2 separate regions of the Zea mays genome follow, and region 2 is linked to region 1. The links are chromatin contacts, called in public Hi-C maps. All regions are on one chromosome and are shown on one strand. The core of a region is the stretch at or near the end of the contact, and the rest is flanking DNA. Distances in the headings are between cores, read along the strand shown.

Region 1 (3,145 bases), core at 8-2,507:
ACCCTCATGCTCAGGTTATAGCAGGGACAAGAAGCTTCCACCACCTCAGGAACGTTCGGTCCGACCTCATTTATCCACTGCGTTCCGTACCTAGGTGGTATCTGCAAGATTTTGAGAATCTGGATACCGCATAAAATTCAATTCAAATTTTATTGGTCAGGTTATAGAGAGATTGTGAGATTTTGACATAAAATTCAATACAAAATTTAGGAGGTGTTTGGTTCATAATAAAATCCTAGAATGAGATTCTAAAAATGAGGTAGATACAAACAGGCCCCTAGATGTTTCCAACCAATGGTCTATCTACTGTTTACATGACCTTAGCTTATTTTTATATCGTCTAATACGAAGATCAAATATGTCGTAAAGATGTTTACAATATAGGCTTATAGATCTAGTAGTAATAAAAATAATAGAATATGGTATCATAACGATACATTAAAGAGAATATTGCAGAGGCAACATTACATATAATACATACTACATACTTCTGTGATATTTAGATTTTTTCTATAGCCAAATTACCGGAAACTAGATTTTCGTTAGAAAAATGGCGAACCAAACAGACATTGGCGAGTGATGGGCTGATGGCATAGAAATAAACTGGATGCTGCTGCCATGCCACACCGCGACCAAACCAAATGAAATTTGTGACGCGGTAAACAAGGGATCGGCAGGAGGCTTTTACCGCGCAAAAATTTACCGCGGGCGCCTTCGCCGCGAAGCAGCGTAAAAACACAATACGATCGCGCGCACGCGCACAGGTACACAGGCGCGGCGCGGGCGGGAAGCCACGCGGCCACCTGAGGAAGCGAGGCCAGTCCGCGTCCATGAACCGACCTCTCCCTGACAAGCAACGGCATAGGCCAACCAAGACCCTTGTCCACCTAGACCACGCCTACCTTGCCACCGCGGCTCGCGCAATCCTCTCCCACATTCCAGAATCCAGCCAGTGCTTCACCTACGTGAAAACCACCCGCCGTATGCCGCGGAAATCCCACTGACGCTTGGCCCATACTGGCGACCGCGCTTCTGGGATCCACGGTGCAGTCAGACGCGCGTAAAATCCAGGGCATTTTCGGGGGGGTGGAGCGGCCGTTCAAATACCCGACGCCCTTGGCCGCTTGTGCCCTCGCTGGCTCGCTCTGCCTCCGCCGCTCCCCTTCGTTTCCTTCCCCTGCACACCACCGCCTCCAAACCCTTCAAAAACCACCACCGCCCCCAGCTTCCCTACCGCCCTCGTTCCGGAGCCTAGGGTTTGGGAAGTCGAAGGCCTCGGCGCTTCGTTTGCCAGCGCAATGCCGGATACGGGAGCGAGAGGCCGCGGCGATGAGCCGGAGCCTGTGACGCCGCAGCAGCAGGCGGAGGAGACCCAGGCGGTGGACGATCGGCGGTTGCTGCGCTCGCAGTACCTCGCCGTGAAGGGCCTTATCAGCGGTAGGACCGTGTTGCCGTGCGAAACCCACTAAATTCCCGATTGCCGTTTCGGCCGTTGGCTGGGTTTGATTTTTTTTTTGGTTACGTTTGTGCGGCTGTGCTTGTGTGTAGACGAGAAGGATGAAATGGCGAGCGCGGACTCTGATAAGTTCTGCTCCATTATCAACAGAGTGGAGAGCCTGCACCAGCTTGGTAAGCGCGACTGCGCATTTGTTGGCCTCTTGTAAACGCGGTTTTCATGATTTTGGCCGGTAAACTTTCCGCTTATACTGGCACGCATCATGCTAGTGTGAAACTCGCCATTTGAGTGGCCAACAGGATGAGACTTGCTTTGCTTTATGCTTCTGCGGTGTAATCTGGTCTCTGTTACTGATTTTGATTCTGTGCTCCATCATCTGTCAATGATGTCTAGATATGGCCATACGGGTCACCACGTCTCTAATAAACATGCAACTGAAATTTGTTAGATGCTGGGTAAGTAGGTAACACGTGAACTTACTGTTAATTAATGTTGCTTGTCAATCGCGTCCTCTCTTTTTTTGGATTTAATTTCAGTGGGGGGTAACGCAGGGAACTTTTTTTGCAGTAATGTAACGAGGGTGATATCACATCCATTTTAGGAGACATGCAATTGAAATCTGAACACTTTGGATGTCATACATGAAGTTCATTCATGACCATGGCCAAATGTTCAACTATAATCACATCGACTGCAGTTGTTTCTCAAATACTTGAAACAATGCCTTTAGTGCAGTGCTGTATTTTGATATCATGTGCATACAGTACTTACTGATCGCTGACGCTGTTAGCAGAAATCTGACTATAAAACTAATGCGCGCGTCTTTCTGCTGCAGTTCAGAGGCCCAGGGAGCAAATAGCTGACGCAGAAACCCTGCTGGACCTTACTGCTAGTTTGGTAGCATCAGTAAGGTCCCAATCAGTTCTGGGAATCACACCTTCTGATTTTATTGCTGGACTGCTGAAGAAATTTGGAAAGAAAGGAGGTTCCAATGATAATGTTTCATTGGACTGGGCTCGTCTTGGGCTTGCTACCTCACGTGTTTTCATGTCTGCATCTGGATGTGCCACCATGTAATGGATCCACTGTTTTTTTTTACCTGAAGTTAGCTTTGGTTGTTTTAGTTTCAAGGTTTTGAAAATTATATGGTTTGTTTTGACAGGATTGGTCCCATGACGACAGAAGTGAAGCCACGAAGAGTTTGTATTAGGAAGAAGAGGACTGCGAGGCCACATGGAAACGCTTGCCCTGAACAGGTACCCTTTCATGTATGATTAGTGTAATGGAAGATATGCTGGTTTTGTAGTCATTGTTGTTTGTTCATAGTGGATTGGGTACATAATGGATCACATTTTATCATTCCAGATTTATTATTCATTAAGTAAATAGATAATTTTAGATTTGTTAGTTTCTATTTCAAACAAACAAAATCTTTATATTGCTTAAATTATATGTCAAAGCATTGTACTACTGCATACACAGTAAGAGCTGATTATGTTGGAATCACAACTAGAATTTTCTATCACTAATGATATGATTATACAATCCTTTTGTGGGGATGCATTAAGGTGGAGACCGTAATAATATTATTTTGGACGTAGCTGCCTGTATCATTTATATCTTCCCACTCATGGACACAGACCATTATCTTTCAATTTCTGATGACATGCCAATTTGACACTGCCTTAT
Region 2 (2,981 bases), core at 139-2,638, 240 kb before region 1:
ACTGGACGCGGGACTTGGAGAAGGCGAACACCTGGTCCCACTCCGGGTTGGCGCGGCGGTCGAAGTGGCGCGTCTTGCCCTTGTAGTTGCCGAGGCGGACCTCGACGTAGGGGTCCATGGGCGCGCCGGTGATGGGGTTGGGGGGAAGGTCCTTGGCCTTGACGACGCGCACGTACAGAAAGAACATCTGCTCCACCAGGTCGTACGTGCTCGACGGCTTGTCCACGCCCAGCCAGCCGGCGATCCCGCCGCCCGCGGGTCGCACCGGGCCCGCCGCGCCCTTGGGCCATTGCTCGCCCAGCAGCGGGTTGGTGTCCTTGAGCTGGAAGTCCTCGTGGTGCGGGTCGCCGCCGTGCCCCTGGGCCATTTGGTCGCCGCTGCTAGCTGGTGAGCCCCGACCTTGCACTGATGTTGACCTCACCTACTATACGTGCTTGCTCCGAACCTATCTCCATTGCCGCCCGCAAAAGCACAAACGAAATCGATCAGGAAAACTCCATGAACGAAAACTCCGTAAAATCTCATTACTGATAAGTTTTTTTAGCGCACTTACTGTTGAAACTTGAGAAGCTGGTTGGCTCGGTAACAATGGCGCGCGAGGCACTTATATGACACCTAGGCTAGAATCCCCGCAGGCTGCTTCATTCATCTGCAAACGGCATGCAGACCACAGAGCAACTTTTTGAGCAGGCAAGCGTCTGGCCGATGGCCCTGCGGCTGCGCCTGTACTGTACACAGGGGGGAGGGGGATCGTGGCGGGAGCCGGGAGGGAAGGCAAAGCGTCCGCCGCGGCCGCGTCGGTGGTGAACCCGGCGACAAGGAAGGTATACTTGAACTTGAGGCCTCTACCAAGCTTAGCTAGCTAGCCTAAACCCTGCCCCCCTGCCTGCGCCTTCTTGTTGAGAGGAGGAGAGCGTGAGGCTGCAGCCGAAGGGAGTGTTCTTTCGCGGGAAGCTGGCAAACGAGAGGAAAGCACGAGGGATCGTGCATATGTGTGCAAAGGCGATCGAACGACGGTGCCTGCCAGTGCCAGGGGCAAATCTAAAAGCTGGCTGGCGATCGATCGATCGGTCGTGGGAATCGATTCTTTGGAGCGCCGAGTGGGCTTCGTTCATGCGCCCTTGAATTGAATTGAAATGGCGTGCTCACATCTCGTCCTCTGGTCTGGTCTAGCAGGGCGCAAGGGAGAAGGAACCTTGCAGAGTTCGTGGGCCAGGCCAGGACCCATCTGCTGTGGTAGTGGTACTGGTACCCATGATGCCATGGTAAATTTCCAGCTTTCCTGCTGCTTACTCTTCCGTAGACAGCTAGCAACATGGTCGAGAAACAAGTGTCAAAAAGCCATGATTCTTTCCCCCTCTCTCTTAAAATAAAACCAAAGTTATGTTTCTCTGCACGCGCGGCGCAGATACACTACTGTTTATTTTTTTTAAAAAATAATAATCTTGTTTCAGTTTCAGTCAACGAAACTCATAACATATATGTTGTCTATATTAGTAAACCAACTGTGTCGTGATTTAGTGGTTTCTGAAACCCGGAGACACAATAATATTTGTGTTTGCTTGGCAGATAACAAATGTTTATAGTTGATAAAATGTTTAGAGTCCATTAAAAAAAGAAAGAAAAACCTGATTCAATGATTCAAAACGCATTCAGTAGATTGGCTATCTGTCTTTTTTACTCGGTATCTCCTCCCCTCGATAGACATATGACAGACATATGACAGATATATGACGTACAACTCCCTTCATAACCTGCCTGTGCATCCTAGGTCTCGCCCTGTCTGAGTGTGTACAGGACGTCGATGTCAGGTGTGGCATGTGCATCCTATGCCTCATCCTGCCACTCTAATTTAGTACTAGTTTGAAAACCATAAATCCGGTAGGAAATTTTAGACTCTTTAATCTCTACAAAATCAGAAGGGAATTTTAAGCCCTCCAATCTTTTTCGTTTTTATGGCTTCCAAACTAGCCTTGGTTGTGGCCTACCGCCTCTCTTTTGATGAGCGGCGGCGACGGCTCCACAGTCCAGTGGCGGCAACACGTTCGTAATAAGGATGGAAACAGTCAGTGGTGCTATCAATCTCCACCTGGCGCGCAGGGTTAATAATTAAACAATGAGACATAGTATAGCTGCTTATCGAGGAAGCAGACGGAAGTTACCTTTATTCTCAAATTAATGTGTCAAAAGGCAAAGCCGGGGGGAGAATATATTCCCATGTCATCTCGCCACTCCAATGCGTCCAGTCCGTGGCATCTAATCTGGGGGAATGGGGCCAAGTAATGTCCGGTAGCGGATGACCCCATCGTTGTACAGCCATTGCAGGAAGGAAAAATGGAGCGGAATAAGGCCAATAAAAATGTTGGTAATCAGACTGGCCGACTGGGCAATTAGTGGTGTGGATCTACAGTATCTTTATCTTCTAATTAAAATATTATTTTTTCTTATATTAGAGGATATCTCTACTACTTATTAAGGCTACAATAGTAGTCTGCTATTTCATGTTCTGCCTTTCCGATTCGCTCCTCCCCGCGCATAGTCCATTCCTGTGTTCTGTCCGCCGACGTCTAGCTAAAATTTAAAAAATACAAATGACCCCAAGGGGATTCAAACTCACAACCGCTCCAATCAAATACCAACAATAGTTACCACTACACCACATGCGTGTTTATGTCTACATCTATAACAGTAAACACATCTACTATCTCTCTCCCCAAGCTCACCTGCTAACCTTGCACAATGCGTAGTAGTAGATAAGTATCACCGAAATTCTTGAATTATATTTTTGGATGGAGGGAGTAGTATTTAAAGAAGAGTCTTGCTTGCAATTTCTTTTGTTTGAATAATGTTTTCAACTTAAATTTCTTTTTTGCATGCGTGACATTTATTCTTCGTAATATTTTTTCCATGGATCTGACTTGTGAGTTATTTTTATAAACCAACGCCAAACATGAATCCATGTTTCTTACTTGAAACCCCAA

What was found. A called contact is a pair of places that touch in the nucleus more often than the background predicts.
Region 2: a contact with region 1 is called in a Hi-C map of leaf, with 4 times the contacts expected there. The contact joins the promoter of LOC103629725 here to the promoter of LOC100193130 in region 1. A contact is called at or near these places in 2 of 25 Hi-C or Micro-C datasets (leaf and an unstated tissue).

Annotation. Positions count from the first base shown.
Region 1 is chr6:108,255,733-108,258,877 of Zm-B73-REFERENCE-NAM-5.0, reverse strand. LOC100193130 (Non-structural maintenance of chromosomes element 4 homolog A) reads left to right here and starts at 1,257. Exons shown (of 7, transcript NM_001138290.1): 1 at 1,257-1,437; 2 at 1,549-1,629; 3 at 2,292-2,529; 4 at 2,619-2,712. The coding sequence starts at 1,299.
Region 2 is chr6:108,491,702-108,494,682 of Zm-B73-REFERENCE-NAM-5.0, reverse strand. It overlaps LOC103629725 (FT-interacting protein 1), which reads right to left and starts at 1,388. Exons shown (of 2, transcript XM_008650841.4): 1 at 554-1,388; 2 at 1-449. The coding sequence starts at 367.